Regions from separate parts of the Rattus norvegicus genome. Here region 1 is linked to region 2. A link is a contact called in public Hi-C data. All regions are on one chromosome and are shown on one strand. Each heading gives the region's core, a stretch centred on a gene start, on an enhancer-like site or on the middle of the called end of the contact. The rest is flanking DNA. Distances are from core to core; before and after follow the strand shown. Region 1 holds the start of Atp5po (ATP synthase peripheral stalk subunit OSCP). Region 2 holds the start of Cryzl1 (crystallin zeta like 1).

Region 1 (4,077 bases), core at 671-3,170, 190 kb before region 2:
TCTACTTTGTGTCAAGTTGACACAAACTAACCAGTACAGCCTGTGAAGGCAAACAGGTTGATTCTGTTTTGATACCTTATTGAATCTTGGGATATAAAACATCTGTCTACACTCGAGTAGTTCAATCAGATGTGCTCAGTGCTGAATACACTTTTCCTTAGGCTTATTTAAAGTATTTTGCAGCAATCAAGCAAATCAGAAGTATCCACACTCAACTAGCCAGAGTGTAAGCTGGAGAGAAGTAACTTCACTTCCTGTGCCCATGTGCTCCTGCTCATGTGCCAATCTGTTCAACTTTTAAATTCTACTTTTTAAATAATCCAAAATATTTTTTAAAGTATATCTAAAGATACCCAGATATGTAGGATTTTTTAAATGAACAAAATAATATAAACCACGCAAATTCTGTTGAAAAGTCGTAGAATGGTTAAGTCATAGAATCAACATGGATGTTACTCTGCAGCTGTGCACGTTTATAAAAATGCCATAACTTAGACATTTGCTCATACAAAATGTATTCCTGAGGTTGGAGAGACAGCTCAGCAGTTAAGGACACTGGCTGCTCCTGTGAAGGACCTGTGCTCAGTTCCAAAAACGTCCCCTGGCACCTCACAACCATCTCTAACTGCAGCTCCAAGGGACACAAAGTCCTTTTCTGGACTCTCAAGCAACAGGCACACATGGTGCACATAAATACATGAAGGAAAACACGCATACACATAAAACCATTTTTAAAGGAATGTATTTGCAACCCATATAATTTTCTATCCATCTTCCCTCATATTAAGGTAAAAAGCAAAATTATATATTTTGCTAAATTATATATATCTGCATGTATAAAAAGCACAAACACAAAATAAAGAACTGTCAACTGCTCTATGCACCCAAAATATGTTAATTTTCCCAACACAGTGTAAGGCAATGGTCTACAATACTATGAATAACGATTTTATAGCTCAGAAAACTGAGGCACAGGGAAATTGTGTGCTTAGAGGCCGAGGTCACAAAACTCTAAAGATTCAAGCCTGGGCAGTCTGCCGACTAAAAATATTTGGGTAAACAATTCCCAACTGTGTTAACAGCACAAGACTCAGGGTGGTTGAAAAGAAGGGGGTGTATTCTCCTACTTTTCTCCTGATGACAGTGATGGTGATGATGATGATGATTATACATAGGCATACATACATATATATTAAAAATGACCAATCAACTAAAATGTATTCCTATACTACATCTAAGCAGAGGGGGGTTTTTGTTTTGTTTTGTTTTTTTCTTTTAAATTTAGCACAGAACACCGCGTTACAACCGGGAACCTTGTCGTCGGATGTTGACCTTTTTTTTTTAATTGCGGAAAAGAGTGTGTGTGTTGAAAATGAATATAGAAAAACCGGCCAAGGTGTGCTGGGTTTTTAACTTTCTACATCATCTTTGATTAAACCCTGATTCTAGTTCTGGATTAACTCTGTCCTGAAATGCACACAGAGTCAAAATCTAACAAGTCAGGGCTATGATAAGACTGAGAAGGAAAGGGAAAACTATCAGGCCAGAAGAGCCAAGCAAGACGTTATCCCCTGGGAGATTCGCTTGTGGTTTTTTTGTTTTAAGTAAAGCCTGAAGCATTGTCACAGAACCACACTTTGACAGGTTCTAGACATGGCAGAGATGTTGACGATGCATATGCAAAGAATCTAAATGTAAACCTAGTTTCAGATTTAATTTTCCGATCTTGTTCGGGTTCAAGAGTCTAGCGGGACCACGGCACCTATGGACTACAACTCCCAGCGTGCAAGAGGTTCTTACCCACACGCCCCGGCTCCTGGTGCGTTCATTTCCCAGAAAACCGAGCGATCACGCCGACGCGCGCATGCGCTCTGGCATCACTAGTCTCTTACTTGGGTTTGACCTACAGCTGCCCGGGAAAAGATGGCCGCACCAGCAACATCCGTGCTGTCCCGACAGGTAGAAGCTGACGGGAGGGTCCCTCCTGGGGTTCCCGGTCCCCGACTCCCAGCGCTGCGTGTGAGGCTGTGGCTGAGGGGTCAAGCCGCCCACCAGGGTCGTGGGGCCCGGCCATTTCAGGAAGCGTGGGGCTGATTCGCGTTTTTTCCCCCGTGGGGAGTGGGCACGAATTGCGCTATCTTGACCTTGACATCCAAGAGTCGATGCATAGCTGAGCAGCTGGCAAAAGCATGGGAGAGAGAATTGGGGAAAGCACACGTCTAGCCTTGTTCGTAAACCTGCCAGGGCTAGCTGCTGCTTGGCAGTATTGAGTGTTCGTAAAGCGCATTCCATGTGTTTATAAAGAAGGAAGAAAGGGTTAAACCTCTTCTTTGGCTGGCAGCCAGTAAGTGGTGAGATTGCAACGGGCCAAGTCCAGCAGAAACTGGAATTGGGTGGATCATCTGCCCTGATGATTTTAATTTGTACTTAATTCATAATTTTTATCAAGGCCTGAGAAAGCTTTTTAACCCTCATAGCCAGTTCTAGTCGAGTACACCCTAGAGATGGGAGTATAGACAGTGACCTGTGCCCTTGAGAGGTGCTTTTTAAATGGCATTCCAGGCTTCTCCAGTGACAGACTCAGTGCCTGGTGCTATATGAAAAGATCTTTGGTGTTTGATATCACTTCAATTCCTTAGCACATAGGTTTACTCGAATCAAGGCTGGCCTCCTCTTATGTTCATTAAAGTTTTTCCCAAAGGTGATAGAAATATAAATCCTCCACTTTGCTAAAGCATTTTCCTCAAATGTGATAAAGCTCTTGACTTTTTTTTTTTTTTTTTTAAATTCAATTTTGAGAAGCTAGCATTTTCTTTCTCAACTACCCAGGGAGGAAGGCAGTTGAAAGACAGTTTCTGAAGCAGTTTGGGGTGACTCTCAATAGGGAATGTATAGGTAATAAGGAGCAGTTCCCAGTCATGTAAGCTTTGTGACGATAATGTAAAAGAATTATGCAGCTCTTTGATTGGAATATTTTAACCTATTGCTAAGCTAATGCAGAAACCCTGTCTCATCTATTTTCTTCTGTTCTAAAGGTGCGGAGTTTCAGCACATCTGTGGTCAGGCCCTTTTCGAAGCTTGTAAGGGTATGTCAGCTTGCATTTGTCTGTGGGGGGGGGGTGGTTGGAAAGCAGTGAGGGAGTGAGTTGAACAGAAACACCGTGAAGTGTGTGTGCGATTACTAAACTTGGTCTGCAAGGATAGCAGTTCTCAAACGACTGCCTGGGATGCAGGGGATGCTGTCAGGTGCCTGTCACATAGGGTGGGCTCAACCCTAGTCTTTAATGTTCTAAAATGTACTTGTTTGGGCCAGCAAGAGGGCTCAGTCGGTAAAGGCTGGTGATGACAACACACACACAGGGTATGTATAAAAGAATCTTAAATTGTTTTTTCTAGTATTCCTCCATAGACAAGCTAGCCTTTCCTTCTCTTTTTATGAAGGAGCTATTTGTAACAAAAGAAAGTAAAGTACCCAGATTCTAACATAGTCGATACTCTGTGTTGCCTCTTGACTCTGGCAGCAGTGAGGTATGCCTGCAGTCTGCACCTTTTTTCCCTCAAGTAGAGTCAACACTGACAGGTACTGTTCCAGGCACCAACAACAGTCTGACTGAGCATTGCAGAGGTCTGCTGGCCTCTTTCTTTTTTTTCTTTTTTTTTTTTTTTTTCTTTTTTTTTTTCGGAGCTGGGGACCGAACCCAGGGCCAAGCGCTCTACCACTGAGCTAAATCCCCAACACCCCTTTTCTTTTTAAACCAGGAGTCTGACTGACCCCCATGCAGGCAGCTCCACCCTCTTACGGAATTCGGATTGGAGTGTGGCTGTGTGTGCATTTGTTTTGTAATCCTTTATTACTCGTTCATGCATGGCAGAATGTAAGGATACTCTGGGCTGCCGTGTGCTCTCTGACACCTGGGTCAGTCACTGCACTCACACTCTCCTCAGGACTAGCAAGGCAGAATGCTCTGGGGCACGTGAGATGGGACTAACAGCAGTACACACTACACTTCCTAACACCACCAAATCCCTTCATCCTCTGTGGGTGGAGCCATTTTATCCCTCCCGAGAACTTCATAA
Region 2 (4,677 bases), core at 252-2,751:
GGACGCGCGCCCGCTGCAAGGGGAGCCGCTTTCTGTTAAATGCCATCAGAGCCAGCCCCGGCCGCACCACTTCGGCCCGAACGGCATTGACCGCCCTTCACTTGACAGGGTATTCCAAGGAGGCGCCGGAGAAAAAGGATGAGCCGGGGACTCGAGGCCGGGGGCACCCGCGGGCGGCGCGATGCGTCTCCCGCGAGCTCGGGATCCCCGGGAGGCCGGGCCGGCCCCCCACCCTCCGGCGGCCGAGGGCAGAGGGGTCAGCGGTGGAAGGGACCGCCCGCCGCGATGCCCCCTCGGGAGCGCCGGCAGTGGCTGCGGACGCCCATTCACCGGAGCCCGTCCCGCGGCCGCCACCGCCGCGGCCCGCCCGCCCCGCCGCCCCCGGGAGGATGAGAAAGACCAGGCAGAGCGGCGACGGCGGCCGCGGGGACGCGCGCCCGGCCGCTGGACCCGACCCCGGGCGGCCATCGCCGACCCCCGCCCGCGCGCCAGGCCGCCCGCGTCAGCTCCTCACCTCATCTCCGGGCGGGTGCGCGCGGCCGCCCCTCACACAAATCAGTGCAGCCCGCACGCCGCGCGGAGGAACGCAGGGTCCGCAGCCGCGCACACCATCCCCGCCCGCCCGCTCGCCCGCCTGCCTCTCGGCCGTCCCGGAGCCCGCTCGGGATGCTCCCTCGCGAGCCTCCGTACTACGGAGCAACCAAGCTGCGCGCCCTCCCTGTGCCGCTCCACTCCTCTCGCCCTCCGCTCCTTCGCTCCCTCGCTCCCGCCTATCTCCTCATCTCCCTCCGCCGCCGCCCCTCCGCCCACAGCCAGCCCTCCGCTCCACCCATAGATGGGCGGGAATAACCGCCTGCCAATCGGACGGCCGAGACCACGCCTTCTCATTCGTTCGCATGACTCCGCCCACTGGGGAAAAAAGGACTAGCCACAGGAATTGGAGGTGTACAGAGTGGCAGCGAGATAAACCAATTAAGTGGTTCGGGAAGCACCCTTTTTCCTCCCAGTCCTTGTCTCGTCCCATGAAGGCATAACTAGAGGTTTCTGGTCTATGCGTACGGAGATTTTTGTTTCATGATTTGGCGCTTTGCTCTTTTCTATGCGCGACAGTAGCTAGCATACATTTAACTAAATTGAAGGTTTTGCAGAAAGAACGTGGGAACGAGAGGCGACAGAGACAAAGACTGAAGAAAGATGGTAGGGAGTACGGTTGGAATGAGGAAGGGTGTGGCCTTTTACTCTAATTTGCATAAAACGGAACCCATCTCGGCAACGCCCAACTTCTCCCAAGTATTGGTGGTCCCTGGGATGACTCGCCTCTCTACAGGGAGGAGCATGCTGGGAATTGTAGTTCCGGGTTCGGTTGCTATGGCGCTCGTCACAGCCTCCCCCAGATCGGTCATCCTGCGGTAGTGACGGGCAGTCCGACCAATGGCAGTACTGTTTGGACCTACGAAGGCGGGCTCTCTGCAGAAGGACTGGGAAGGTGGCGGCGGCGAAGGCGCTGGCGGTTGAGGTTGCTCCAAGCCAGGTGAGCCAGGGAAGAACGATATGTGTCTCGTGAAATGGGACTTTGGGCAAAAGATGGAGAAACGTCTGAAGGAGTTGTCTAACCTTGGGGAGATTGGTGCTTCGCATCACACGCCGACCTCAGAGCTGCTCCTGCTCTGGCCTAGCTTGGCTGAGGCCGCTGAGGGGCGGGTAATACTAGATTTGACGGACAGTTCCTGACACTGGCTAGGTTTGGATTGTGGGTCTTTGCTTCATCCTCCGCGTTTATGTAGACAAAGGTCTAGAATTGCCTTTCTCTCAGTTGAGTCCTCCCCACCCCAGCTTCTCCCTACCACTGTTTCTGATGCTGTCTCCGTTACTACTTCCCTTGTCACCCTTCTTACCCTTTTCTTGGCATTTCCAATAAGCGGTTTCCTAAAGCAAGCAAGGACGGGTGTTCACAGTAATGGGGCCTTGGGTCAGGAATTGCCTGCTTCATCCAGTAGTCCATACTTGAGCCATACTAAAGAATTATCCCAGGGTCATGAGGAGGCTCAGATACTGATTCTGGATTTGGGCCTGATGGTCTGCATTTGTTTTTTGTTTTTTGGGTTGTTTTTTTTTTTTTTAAGAATATTTTGAGTATGGGCATCTTAAACAAGCTCCCAAGTATAGGCAGTCCACAGTAGATGCTGAGTTTTGCATTGCCAATCCAGGAAAAATGTTCTAGGCACCTAGGTGCTTTTAGATTTCCTGGGAGCCACATTTGGACAGTGTAAAGAGACCACATGAAATTAATTTTTATGTTCCTTTTAAACCAGTTTCTCCACATATTATTTCAACCTTTAAAAGAATCAGATATTTAAATGAGACCGTGTGTTCTTTAAATACTAAGCCTTGCAGATCTGTTGTGCATTTTACCCTCACAGCATACCTTCATCCTAACTGCATACCACTCAAGCGCTTAGTAGCCACCTGTGGCTATTAGCCGCCGTACAAATCCAGATGATACAAGGGACCATTGCAGAAACTCAGCAATGTTATTCAGGTGACTGCCAGTGACCATCCCCTTGCCACTCTGTTACATGGGCTCGGAACTACTTTCAAGATACAAGACTGAGCTTACAAAAATACTAGGAAAGAGTAACATTTATTAGAAGCCAGCTTTCATAATGCATACTCAGTCCTTGTAGCACCCGGCATCCTATTGCGGGATCCTGTGTCTTGGGAGTTCTACATCTTAGACATCAGCCACTGCAGTGTGTAATGATTACTGACTTTTTCTAACTAATTGCATCCCTTCTTCTGTGTCAGCATGTAGAAGGAGATGAGACACTCATATTTGAAACATTATTCCCCATGTAAAATCAAGCTGCCCAAGCCTGGAGAGCTAGCTCAGGATAGGAGTACTTGTTTCTCTCCCAGAGGACCAGGGCCCATAGCCATACAACCACATGTGTAACTAGTTCCAGGGGGTCTGAAGCCCTCTTCTGGTCTCCAGGGGCACAGGGTACACAGGTGAAATGCAGACACATATGCAAACGAAACACCCATACATACACACTTTTTATAAGTTTTTGTAAATTACAATCGAGCTGCCTGGCCAGGCATGGTGGCACATGCCTTTAACCCTAATGCTTGAGATACAGGGGCAATCAGATCTCTATGAATTCAAGGCTATCCTGGTCTACAGAGCAAGTTCCAGGACTTTATAGAGAGACCCTGCCTCAAACAAAGATATTCGTGGTAAAATATTTGTTAATTTAAAATTCTCCACGCTGCTTAATTAAGAGGAAAGATGAATACCTGAAGGAGATTCCTGAGCCTCTGTACCAGCCTCCCTTGAGGAGGAGGCTGGGAAAGGCTTAAGAACTCATAAAATGATGGGCTCAGTGGTTAAAAGCACCAACTGCTCTTCCAGAAGTCCTGAGTTCATTTCCCAGCAACCACATGGTGGCTCACAACCATCTGTAATGGGATCCGATGCCCTCTTCTAGTGTGTCTGAGGACAGCTACGGTGTACTACTCATACACATAAAATAAATAATTCTTCAAAAAAAAAAAAAAACCTCATAAAATAAAATGGCTCACTCTGAGATGACAAGTGTATTCCCCCTAGTGGTGTAGGCCTGGAATCCCACCCAGTAGATTGGCAGTTAAGGGCCAGCCTAGACAACTTAGTGAGACTGCCTCAAAGTAGTGAAAAAGAAGGAAGGGCCACAGACATGGTATTTCCCAGTTGTATTTGTGGCAAAGTCTTCCTGTCTCAATAGCTGGTTCAGGCTGGCTGGTCTCAGCCTCTCCAGCATGGTTGGCTAGCTGTATAGCCTTCGTAGACCACTACAACACTGAGCTGAGAACTCTCAATATACGTGGTAGAGTATAATATTTCACAAAGTAATTATCTCCCATTTTTATATAATATACTTTATGAGGAGGTTGTTTCCTCTTTCAGTTCTTTGTTTTCCCATAAGGAGAACATTCTTATCAGAGTTTTGAAGAAAGACGTAATATAAGTTGGGTGAGTGTCCTGGTAGCCACCAGGAGGAGAGACGCAGGAAAATTCATGTGTCTGAGTTAGTGTGGAATTAAAAAAAAATGGCACTCCCAAGATAGGAAGTGGACTGCTGAGGTGAGGGAGGAGCACCAACGACCTCCTCTCTCACTTTCAGTACATACTAAAATCAAATTATAATTTGTATTCTACATCTAAATGTTTCCTCAGGACCCTATCATGAACTGGCCAATAGGTCACCATATACAGGTTTCTGTAATGGTAATAGGTGGAACTTCTCTTACTGGACAGAGAGGGAAGGGCTAAGAGATAGGGAAGACCCTCAATTACCTGTCTCCGTGTTCACATCTCTCCACGTGGAGTGTCGCAGTGTCACGTGACCAGGCCACCTCAACGGAAAGGCCCCATTCCTCACACACTCTCTGCCCTTGGCCCTGGTCGCCCAATTCAGAGAGGTAAATGACAGGATAAGGCTCTGTTGTTCTGCCATATCGAGTGGCCATGTTGAATAACAGTATTGGAGATAATGGCCTCCACCTTTCCAGCCAGCCATTCCCACAGCCTACCATATCAACAGGGAAAGAATTGAGGTAAGAAATCCTAGGCGTGTTTCATCTTAGTTTGTTTAAGGTGCACTGTCTCGTTTAAATATCTGATACAAGCAAAACATT

The links. Hi-C and Micro-C count contacts between places; a contact is called where the count stands out from the background.
Region 1: a contact with region 2 is called in a Hi-C map of mammary epithelial cells, with 3 times the contacts expected there. The contact joins the promoter of Atp5po here to the promoter of Cryzl1 in region 2. A contact is called at or near these places in 9 of 12 Hi-C or Micro-C datasets (the A7r5 cell line, the Rat2 cell line, Schwann cells and 5 more) and 1 of 1 datasets of contacts at active chromatin or transcription factors (oligodendrocytes).

The regions. Positions count from the first base shown.
Region 1 is chr11:44,655,326-44,659,402 of GRCr8, reverse strand. Atp5po (ATP synthase peripheral stalk subunit OSCP) reads left to right here and starts at 1,920. Exons shown (of 7, transcript NM_138883.1): 1 at 1,920-1,959; 2 at 3,036-3,086. The coding sequence starts at 1,924.
Region 2 is chr11:44,460,617-44,465,293 of GRCr8, reverse strand. It overlaps Cryzl1 (crystallin zeta like 1), which reads left to right and starts at 1,501. Exons shown (of 13, transcript NM_001013044.1): 1 at 1,501-1,531. It overlaps Itsn1 (intersectin 1), which reads right to left and starts at 747. Exons shown (of 39, transcript NM_001136096.3): 1 at 515-747.